Regions from separate parts of the Mus musculus genome. Here region 2 is linked to region 1. The links are chromatin contacts, called in public promoter capture Hi-C maps. All regions are on one chromosome and are shown on one strand. The core of a region is the stretch at or near the end of the contact, and the rest is flanking DNA. Distances in the headings are between cores, read along the strand shown.

Evidence for each region. Promoter capture Hi-C pulls out the DNA fragments that hold promoters and counts their contacts.
Region 2: a contact with region 1 is called in a promoter capture Hi-C map of macrophages, with 6 read pairs. The contact joins the enhancer-like site here to the promoter of Tnfsf14 in region 1. A contact is called at or near these places in 2 of 39 promoter capture datasets (liver and macrophages), 1 of 15 datasets of contacts at CTCF or cohesin (CD8 T cells), 1 of 484 Hi-C or Micro-C datasets (nephron progenitors), 4 of 115 datasets of contacts at active chromatin or transcription factors (CD8 T cells, the HPC-7 cell line, bone marrow-derived macrophages and 1 more) and 2 of 9 other capture datasets (adipose tissue and liver).

The regions. Positions count from the first base shown.
Region 1 is chr17:57,192,009-57,197,569 of GRCm38.p6, reverse strand. It overlaps Tnfsf14 (tumor necrosis factor (ligand) superfamily, member 14), which reads left to right and starts at 3,389. Exons shown (of 4, transcript NM_019418.3): 1 at 3,389-3,713; 2 at 4,631-4,667; 3 at 4,970-5,011. The coding sequence starts at 3,501.
Region 2 is chr17:57,287,809-57,293,369 of GRCm38.p6, reverse strand. All of the region lies in intron 1 of Vav1 (vav 1 oncogene), which reads right to left. Among named protein-coding and RNA genes, the nearest start is that of Vav1, 11 kb to the right of the region's middle. Within about 2 kb of position 2,884, at least 133 of the 459 cell types and tissues checked have an H3K27ac peak or open chromatin away from gene starts, as enhancers often do. A contact at or near this core is called in CD8 T cells, the HPC-7 cell line, adipose tissue and 4 more, where this site is marked.

The sequences.
Region 1 (5,561 bases), core at 2,140-4,639:
TGGCTTGCTTGCTCAGCCTGCTTTCTTATAGAACCCAGGATCATCAGCCCAGGGATGGTGCCATCCACAGTGGACTGGGCCCTTCCGCATCAATCACTAATGGAGAAAATGCCCCACGGGCTTAAATGCATCCTGATCTTATGGAGGCATTTTTTTTTCAACTGAGGCTCCCTCCTCTCAGATGATTTTTGCTCGTGTCAAGTTGACATAAAACTATCCAGCACCCTGTACCCTTTGTCATCTTGACACACAAACACAACACTAGTAAGCCACAACCTTTCCTTTCTTGTCATCTCCAAGATCAAACATTAATATCAACGTCACAACATAAAAACATTTTGTGGGCTAGAGAGATGGCTTGGAGGCTAAGAGCACTGGCTGTTCTTCAAGAAAATGAGCAATTCCCAGCACCCACACGGCAGCTCACAACTGTCTTTAATTCATTTTCCAGGGGATCCAAATCCCTCACACATGCAAGCAAAACACTAATGTACAGAAAATAGAAATAAATAAATTTTTAAACATTTTGCAAACTTAAAAAAAAAAAAAGTCCCACCACTTTACAAATTCAAACAGGTTAAAATTTAGTGTCTTTAAAACTCCAAAGTTTAAAGTTGAAAAACCTTTAAAATCTAAAATATTTTAAAAGCTAGCCTCTCAGCTGTGGGATCCTATAACATTGAAAACAAGCTTAATACTTCCTTATTTCAAGAGGGAAGAACCACGGCACAGTCAACAACCTGAACAAGCAAAACCAAATACCAGCTGTGTAAATAATTCGATTTCCAGTGTCTGGGATTCAAACATGATCTTCTGGGCTCCTCCAAAGGTCCTGAGTGCCTTCTCTGGTGCTGCCCTATGCAGCCCTCACATCTTGTCTTCTAGGCTGGGGCTGGCTCCACCCCAAGGCTGCTGCTGCTGCTGCTGCTGCTGGTGATCATCCCAAGACACCAGCATCTTCAAAATACTGTGGTCTTCTGCTGCCACGGAGGCTGCACTTTCACCAACAGCCTCTCCTGGTCCCACACAGTGCCATGCCTCAGCTTCTCTCCATGGCCTCCTTATCCTTCCAAACCCAGCATCATCTGAGGATAACCTTGTTCACCTTAACAGCACAGCTTCTGTGTACTGGTTCTCTCAGGAAACACTCCCCAGATTTCACCTCAGTGATGCAGGTCTCTTCTAAATCACGGCCAGTTCTGCAGAACAAGCTAAGCAGAACTAAGAATCTCATTTCAAATATCAAACATCCCCAATGCTCTCCTTGTTGTTGTTTTTGTTTTAAAATAGAATCCCTTTATAGTTCTTGCTCTCTTGGAACTCACTATGTAGAATAGGCTGGTTTTGATCTCACAGGAGATCCATCTGCCTCTGCCTCCCAAAGGTGTGTACTACCCTACCCAGGAAATCCTGGTGGTCTTTAAGAAACTCTCAAACTTCCCTCTGTAATTTCACAAGGCAGGCCTCCATCATCTGCCGTATTCTCAGCATTTTGAACTTCCAAGCTCCCACAGAACAGCCCACTGAGCTCTGCATGGAACAGTTTCTCCAGTCCAAAGTTGAGAGGCCGTACAATCTTCTCAATACCATAGTCAGGTCTTTCCTATTCCTAACCCACACCTGATTCCAATTTGTGTCTTGGCTAGGATTTCTATTGCTGTCATAAAACAGCATGATCAAAAGCAACCTCAGCTTACACTTTCAGGTCACACCCCATCCACTGAGGGAGGTCAGGACAGGAACCTGGAGACAGGAGCTGATGCAGAGACTATGGAAGAACACTGCTTACTGGCTTGTGTCCTATGACTTGTTCAGCCTGCTTTCTTATAGAACTCAGGAATGCCAGTGCAGGGAAGGCCCAGTCTACAGTGAGCACGGCCTCCCACAAGCCAATCTGTTGGGGGTGTTTTCTCCATTGAAGTTTCCTCTTCCAAAATGAATGTAGCTTGTGTCAAATTGACACTGGCCAGCACAGACCATGAGAGACTAGAGAACGCTTCCAGGCAGATCCTCTATGGAGTATCAGATACTCCGGGCTGCTGAGTAATTTGCACAGTTCCAGGAATGGACCTGAGTTGGGCAACAGCAAAGAGATGAAGAAACGACAAACACAGACATCCAGGAATCCTGGGGTCATGTGATCTGGGCCTTCTGCACACGAGTTCTCTTAGCACGTTATTATATAGAGTCGAGTGGAGAAGTGGGGTTATTGCCTACCACTGAAAAAGGCAACTTATTACATACAGTTAAGCAAGGAGGCAGGGTTTATATGCACAATGGGATGGGGAAGGCAGGTTGAGTTAGTCTCCATAAGAACTGTCCCTGGAAGGGAGCTATGTTCATGCGTCAGCACTCAAGGGGGAGGATGGTGAACACATTCTACACACACTGGCGACATGCACATCCATGCGTGGACCAGAAGAGAAGGCTATGTTTCCCTCTGGGTCTGAGGCTCTGGAGTTGTTGACAAGCTCATGTCAACAGCACACATCCCTTCAGCACCTCACAGACCTGGGCTTCCTCTGAAGGGCTCTGTTGCTGAGGCAGGTGGATGGGTGGGTCCTGCAGGGGGACAGGAGTCTCAGCAGTACTTCCCCTGGAACCCTGGTTAGAGAAGCCATGAATCAGCAGCGTGGCAGAGCACTGGGGTTCTGTGGTCACAGCATTGCCAGCCCTGTGTCAAGACAAACACTACAGCATGGGGGCCATTGACATTGAGAAGGGGCGCTGGTGAGTCTTCTAACTGAACCCCCAAGTCCTCAGTATCTGGGAGGGTGTCTGATGGGGGTAAGGTCCAAGCTGAAGATTTGGGGACAAGGTGGTATCTGAAAATCTACCCCAGCACCGTCTCCAGTGGACACACATATGAACACATCTGAGGTTCATGTGTGCATGTGCTAATAGATGATAGACACTGTAGTGTGTGTGTGTGTGTGTGTCCATATATGGACCTGCACACACATCAGGAAATGCCTGTGTGCTTGTTCCAGCACTTGCAGACACATATCAGAACATCTACACCTGTGTGCACACATCCACGAACCGTGCATCTGTACAAGCACCTGCACCCATATGCACAGACTAAAGCAAACACAGAGGCCTCTGCTTGTCAGCGCGTGCAAATGCAGGTGCGGTGCAAGATGCTTGCATGGAACCCACAGAAGCTCCTCTGAGGGAAACAAAAGCCACCAAGTACATCGGAGCAGGGGCTGCCCCATCCATCCCACCTGAGTCACATTTTCTGGAAAGTGTGAGCTATGGTGGCCTCAGTGAGAGTGATCGACCGGGGGCTGGGCCTTCTGGGGGCACAGGAAGAAGAGGAGGTACGTGAGGAAAGGGGAGGCACCAGACTTCAGCTTTAAAGTGAGTCCTAGGGGTGACAGGAACCTTTTGCAGTTTGCACAGCCCGAGCGTGTTGGGCAATTGTGGTTTCCTCCGGAGAGGAGGAACTCAGGCTTGCCAACCCTTTCCCTGGGCTTCGGAGCCTCAGCTGCTCTGGCATGGAGAGTGTGGTACAGCCTTCAGTGTTTGTGGTGGATGGACAGACGGACATCCCATTCAGGCGGCTGGAACAGAACCACCGGAGACGGCGCTGTGGCACTGTCCAGGTCAGCCTGGCCCTGGTGCTGCTGCTAGGTGCTGGGCTGGCCACTCAGGGCTGGTTTCTCCTGAGACTGCATCAACGTCTTGGAGACATAGTAGCTCATCTGCCAGTAAGTGGGGCTTGGGGAACCAGCGAGTCTTCTCCAGTACCTGTCCCTTTATGGTTGTGTATTGTGTGCTAGAACCCAGGGCTTCGGTTAGCCTGTCTCTCTGACCCTCAGTCTTCTCATCTTTACATGAGGATCTGATACACGTGCAGTGCCCGGCAGTTTCCTTGGGATTCACCTACTCGGTTGTTGTTTCCAGCCCAAACCTTTGTCCACCACTGGCTTCATGGTCACCCTGCTTCACTCGCAGCTCTCTCATGTGCTTGCTCACTGTTCCTTTCAGACAAGCCATGGGTGTGTCACAGTATGCTCCCGAGTCTTTGCCTATATTTTCTTTTTAAGTTTTTTTTTTTAATTACATTTACTTATTTAGTGTGTAGACATGAAAAAGTATGCATGTGCCGCAGCATGTATGTGGAACACCTCTATGGAATCACTTCTCTGTGCCTTCCTTTGTGGAGGGTCCTAGGGACTGAACTCAGGTAGCCAGGCTTGGCAGCAAGCACTTTTACCGCCTGAGCCCTCTCACCGGCCCTCAACTATCCAAAAACCTCGAAAACAGTTCCGAAACAATTCTAGTCTCAAGCATTTCAGACACTCGACTTGACTAGTTAATTCCTCATCCCAGCACTTGGGCAGGGGAGGCAGAAGACTGAGGGAGTTCAAGGTCATCCTAGGCTATTTAGCAAGTCTGAGGCCAGACTGGGCTACATGAGAGCCTATCTTGGAAATACAACAGATCTAATTAGGTGTGTGCCCCTCCCCCTGCATCTGTGTGTATGTATGTGATATGTGCATGTGTGGCTCTGCATACATGTCCATGGGTGGTGTCTGTGGCCATGGCCAGACAGTCTCATCACCACATACCAGTGAGACTCGGAGCGGCATGTCCTTACCAAACATCCCTGTCTGCATTTCAGGATGGAGGCAAAGGCTCCTGGGAGAAGCTGATACAAGGTGAGTTTGGGCCCCAGTCCCTTTGAAGCAGGTGGAATGGTTTCCGCTCAGCACCTCCCCACACCAACTCTGGGTCATCACCCAGTGTCACATTGTAGGCCTCGCAGGTGCCCCTCCCCCAGGGCCAGAGAAGCAGAAATCTGGGTCCAAAAGGGACAGAGCCTGACACAGGTAGCCTCAATTGATGTGTGAGAAACTTCGGGTACACACACACTGAGACATGCGTGCACACACACACATACACACACACACACACACACACAATCCTCTTTTTGTCTCTAACCTTTGACTCTCTTCCTCAGATCAACGATCTCACCAGGCCAACCCAGCAGCACATCTTACAGGTGAGAGGGACCCCAGATCTTCACACGGAATGGGGTTTAGCATGTCCTGGGAGACTCAGATCTTTATAAGTTAGAGCACTCGTTTATGCATTCATTTAGTGTGTCTTTAAATTTTTTTTGACATTTACTTCTTTTTATTCATTTATTATTGCACATGTGCATGCCATAGTGTAGAGGTCAGAAAACTCTCAGGGGAACGATTCTTTCCTTCCACCTTTTGGCCTCCGTGTACTGATCTCAGCCATCAGGCTTGGCTCTAAGTACCTTTACTCTCTGCGCCATCTTGCCGGTCACTTTTTTTTTTCTCAGTGTTTACTAAAAAACAGCCCAGAGAAGAGCCACAGGGAGCCATGTAAAGTCAACTCTTCACCCTGCTAGTCATGGGGACACATCCCAAGGTCCTTGGAGGCCTCAGAAGATGTTGGGACTCAGACCTACCACAGTTTATATTTGTTTGTTTGTTTGGTTGGTTGGTTGGTTGGTTGGTTGGTTGGTTGATTGGTTGGTTGGTTTTGGTTTTGGAGACAGGGTCTCTCTGTGTAGCTTGGGC
Region 2 (5,561 bases), core at 1,635-4,134, 96 kb before region 1:
TACAGCTATTCCAACAGTGCGATAATGGCCGCCAGCCCCTACGCTGGCCATCATGGGGCCCAGCTCCCAGTGTCTGTGAAGAAAATGCAGTAGCCTCTCTTGTAGCCCCTCCCATGCTGAGGCAGCTCGCTGCACATGACTGAGTATTGGTGGAAGTATTGATAACTGGGCGCTGCGGCCTTGCTCGTTCTCTTTGACTTCTCGCATCACTTAACCACAGCCATGTGGTAAGGCTGCCCAATCAGTGCTGTGGAGAAGATCTGAGGTTCTGCATGGCTGAACCACCTTGAGAAGTGGATCTTCAAATGACTTACCCAATGACCATCAAGTGCCTCATCTAACATTTGGCTGTGACCTCAAGGGTGAACTGTCCCGCTAAGCCACTTCAGAATTATTGAGCCAAAGAGCTTTATGAGAATCATACTTACCAAGCTATAGAATTATTTGTTACACACTGATAAGCAGGTAAGCGGAGATAATACAAATACAGGAAGAGCTTGTCTACAGTATCTGGTAATGCAGTGATAGAGCCATTCAAAGAGCTTGACCTGGTGTGAGCCCTCAGTATCTGGAAATTATTGTCATCACAGTCATGATCACCATCATCATCATCATCACCGTCACCACTACCATCACTGTCACCATCAATACCATCATCACCATTATCACCATTATCACCCTCTCCATTCCCATCAATCACACGCATCACCATGATGTGCACAGTTCTCCATCAACCTACATGTTCCAGTGTCTAAGTCTCTACTAATAAATGCATGGTATTGATCATACCATGTCATAACTGTCTGAAGTGACAATGGGACCTCAGTGAATTCACCAGTCACATGAGAGGAGCCTCTAGGGACTCCCCTGTCTCCGAGTCCCATCTCATCACAGGACTGCCTCACTTCCCCTCCTGGCTTTCCACTGGGTTCTAGGAAATGAAGCTCCAGTCTGCACACTAGCCTGCACACTTTCTCCTTCAAACCATCTCTCTACAGTCCTTCTTTCTGTTTGTGAGGCAGATTCTCACACAGCCCAGGATGGCCTCAAGTTCACTGTACAGCCAAGGATAAGGAAGTATTCTTGGTTTGCTGGGCATGACAGGAGTCATTGGATGCTGTGGCTGGTACCCAGGACTCTGTGCACACTGGACACATGTTCTTCCCATTGAGGCACAGCCCCAGATTTAAACTATTTTTTTTCAGCTATCTTGGATTGTCAGCCAAATGGAGCTCTGTCTCCATGTATACAGCCTCAGCACCATCAACTCCCCACAGACAACTGGTCCACTTGTGACAGTCATCAACCCTACATGACACTCCACCATTACCTAAGGCCACAGGTCACTCAAGGGCTCGCTCTTCCATGTGGACAACTATTTAAAGACCTGGGGCTGGGGTGGAGCTCAAGAGAAGTTGTTGTGTTGAAGGAGTGGGGAGTCAAATGAGGACCCACTCCTCCCTGGGGATTTGTAGGCAGCTAACAGCTTCCAGGGAAGGGAGAGGCATTTTCTTCAGTGTTGCAGCCACTGGTACATGACCCCTCACCCTGACTCCTGTCACAAACTCTAATTCAACTCACTGGGTCACACAAAAAAAAAAAAACAACAACAACAACAACACAAAAAAGACAAGGGAGTAGAGCGGCCATGATCAAAATACATATGTACACAGACCAAACTGCCAAAAAAAAAATATGCTCTAATTTCTAAGTTATTGAAGGAGGTCTGAGAGGCAACTCAATTGCTAAAGCAAGGCCCTGGGTTCAATGCTTAAACCCACGAGAATGTTCAGGGGTGCTGGCACTGTCCATCTCACAGAGGAGTCAAGTTTGGTTTCCATCCCATATCACACACACTTGTGAGTCCAACTCAGGAGGATCCAATGCCCTCTTCTGGCCTCCTCAGGCATCTGCACCCATACACACACACACACACACACACACAATATAATAGTAATAATAAACATGCACAAATGCATACAAATACACACACGCACAAGTGAAAGACGAAATGGCTAAACAAAGGACTTCTATCTGACAGGTGGGAAAACTGAGGCTTGTCACAGGGCTGTCACCTGCCAGAGTCACACATGTAAAAGCAGGAGTGTGGAGAAACACACAGAACCCAGCCCCACTCCTGCTCTACCCTAGCTCCTGAACCACATTGAGCCACCACAGCCCCCTCGCCCAGGCCTCACGGGGACATAACAGGGACCAGCATATCACAGAAATTATATACACCATTATATACAGCACTCAGAAGTCCTGTGGGCCATAGACAGGCAGACAGGGCTGGCAGACCAACACCAGAGGTGATGTCTGGCCTTAGGTCTGTGTGGCCTAAGGAAGGAAATCCCCCTCCTAACCTCAGAGAATCAGCTGAGCTTTGAGACTGCCTTCCCTCAAGTCACATGACTCTTCCAAAAGGAGTATGATTCATAACCCCTTCCACCGCTTCAGAGTAGCTAGTTAGAGAGCTGGGCTCCTTCAGAAAGCACGGTGACTGTGGTTAGACCACCAGAAGAACTTCCTGGCACCGTAAGGCATGTGAAAAGATGATGAAGGACAGGAAGCCACTCACTGTAGGAGGCACGTGGAAGGAGAATTCTTCCTTGTTTTATAGGGACAACCCCTCTGCTTCCCTTATCCTCCGGGACGAAAGAAGACCATGGCGCTAGACAAGCAAGAAGGCTTTAGGCAAATCAGGAGCCAGGCACTGTGATCAAGCCGGAAGTTGGCTTTTGGTGCCTCTGCCCAAAATAGAGAGAATTCTGTTCAAGGAAGTAGCAGTAAGGACAGTGGCCTCTCTTGGGGGCTGGGAGAAAGCGGCCCAGACTCAACACAAATTCTGCCTTCTGCGCTTTCCACACCCACAACCCAAACCCAGGAGATGGCCGGAAACAGGAAATGCCTGTTACCAGGCCTGGCTGGGGAAGATAGACAAGGGGTAGAGGCATGGCTCTCTGCCTTCCTTCAGCCCTGTAATCTTTCAGACTCCAGCTAGCTCCCTGAGGCTTCCCAGAGCGGGTGGTCACGCTGCTCATCCTGTCCAGAGCTTTGAATTGAGGAGCTGATGACCCAACTCTTCAGCATGAGTCTAAAGCATTCTGGGAATCAGACTTCCTCTTCTTTCCCTGTCACCTCACACCCCAGTACGCCTTCCACAACTAGGTGTCTGGTGACTCCCAGCTGAAACTGGTAAGCAGGGGGACCTTGGACAGGTCATCCTGCCTTGGGTTCTCCAACCAAAAATCAGAAATGAAATCCCAGTGTGGTGGAATATACCTGTAATCTCCGCGCTCAGGAAGAGGAGGCAGAGCAAAGGATGGCTAAACTCTGAGGTAAGCATGGACTACAGAGTGAGTTCCAGGTTGTCCAGGGAACCACAGTGAGACCCTGTGTCAAAAACAGGGGTGGGAAACAGGGGTGAGGGGAGAAGATAGTGGAAGGGAGAGAAGGCAGAGGGAGGGGGAAAGAGGGTGCTGTGTAGCAATTTCCCTTAAGACGAAACCTTCCACCTTGGAAGGAAGCTCATTAAGACATAGGATGTGCTAAGTGGAGGTGAAGCATTCTAGCCTACAGAAAAGCCCGTGAAGCTCAGGAAACAACAGGAGATATGCAGGAAGTTCCTGAAACAGACCAGATTCTCTAGGCACTGCCCTCCCCAAGCACAAGCTGTAAGGACTACTGGTGACCGCTCTCAAGACAAGCTGAACTGCCCAGAAGAGGTTCAGACAGGACAAGGCACCTAGAAGAGACAACTGTCCACCTTTCAGAGCTGCCTGAAGGCAGCTTTCCTGAGTCGCCCACCATCCATGCCAGGCTTTGGTGATACAGCTGTATTTGAGCCATTTCTGTTCCTGTTAAGTGAGCCCTGACCCACATTCCTATCTGTAACACAGTGACACTCAGTGCTTCATCAAGTTGGACTTTGGCGGGATCCTTGCTTTTCCTGGCTGTTGGCCCTGTCTGAGACGAGTAGACACGTGTTCACATCTCCCCCAGGAGACAAAATGTTATTCATACGATAAAAGATGAGGGAATAGGAAGGGAAGGAGAGGGACAAATGTGGAGGGGTTGGAAGAAGAACAGAGAAAGAGGAGAAAAGGAAAGAAGGAGAGAGGGAGAGAAGGCGAAAGCCAGAAGAACAGAGAGAAGGAGAATCAACCTCTCCACTTTAGAACTGAGCACTAACACAAAGCCTGACCAAAAACCCAGACATTAGTTGACTCCAAAAGCATATATTAAGCATTTACTGTTTACCCAGCCCTGAGACCCAGTAGTGGGTGAGGAAAACATGACCCTGATGCCCCAGTGCTTATAACCTGGAGAGGTGGGGTAGATAAACAGGAGGGGCTTCCAGCACAAAGCAATCTGGGTATCAATTGGTAACAGCAACTGGAGTGTGTGATAGGAAGTACAGACAGCTGAGGTACACAGTAACAAGGACAGACAACTGGACAGCTGTGGGGTAGTGCAGGGGAAAGTGGGGCTCAGCTGGCAGCCACAGCAAGTCAGAGCGGTAATGGACAGTGTATGGGAGAAGGCTGGACGGGGTGACCTTCCAAGGTACAGGTGCTTCCACTTTAAAAAAAAGAGTCTCTAAGCTGGGCGTGATGGCGCACGCCTTTAATCCCAGCACTTGGGAGGCAGAGGCAGGCAGATTTCTGAGTTCAAGGCCAGCCTGGTCTACAGAGTGAGTTCCAGGACAGCCAGGGCTACACAGAGAAACCCTGTCTTGAAAAAACAAAAAACAACCAAGAGTCTCCGAACATCTACAGTGACACACACAAAGCTGTGCAACCTAGACTCCTGACAATCAGCTCCACTCAAAATATAAAAATCTCTAAGGGCTGGGATGTGACTCTGAGTGGAGCCCCTACCCTAGATTCACTAGTGAGGGACTGGGGACGAGGTCAGAGGTGGAGCCCTGCCTAGAATCCACCAGTGAAGGGCTGTGTGTGGATACATGACGGCAGGTACCAGAGGAGGCCAGAGATGTGCACTGGAGCCCCTAAAACTGGTTGTGAGCTGCCTGATGTGAGTGCTGGGAACTGAACCTGGGTCCTCTGCAAGAGCAGCCAGTGCTCTTAACCCCTGAGCCATCTCTTCATCCCCACCTTATTTTCTGGAGACAGAGTCTCTTTCTCAATGTGGAGTTGGCCCATTGGGCTAGGCTGGGTGGTCAGAGATCCCCAGCAATCTTTTATCTCAACATTCCCTATACAAGGACTCCAGACAAACTCCATCATGTCTGATCAACATGGTTGCATGGCAAGTACTTTATCCTGAGCCACCTCCCGGCCCCCACGCCCCTGCTTTTAAAAGAACAGCTACTCCGGATCCTCTGTATCTGCAAGTGGACTGTTTTCAGGACCCTGCCCTCATTCCCAGGTATAAATAAATAAATAAATAAATAAGCAGGTGTCGCCATACCTTCTAGACCCTTCTATGTGGTGGGGCAGTCTGTAACAAAGCTGCATATCCTCCCAGAGACTTGAAGTCACCTGTGGTGACTTATCTCAGCTGACAGAATGAAAGCGCTGCGAAAAGAGCTGAGG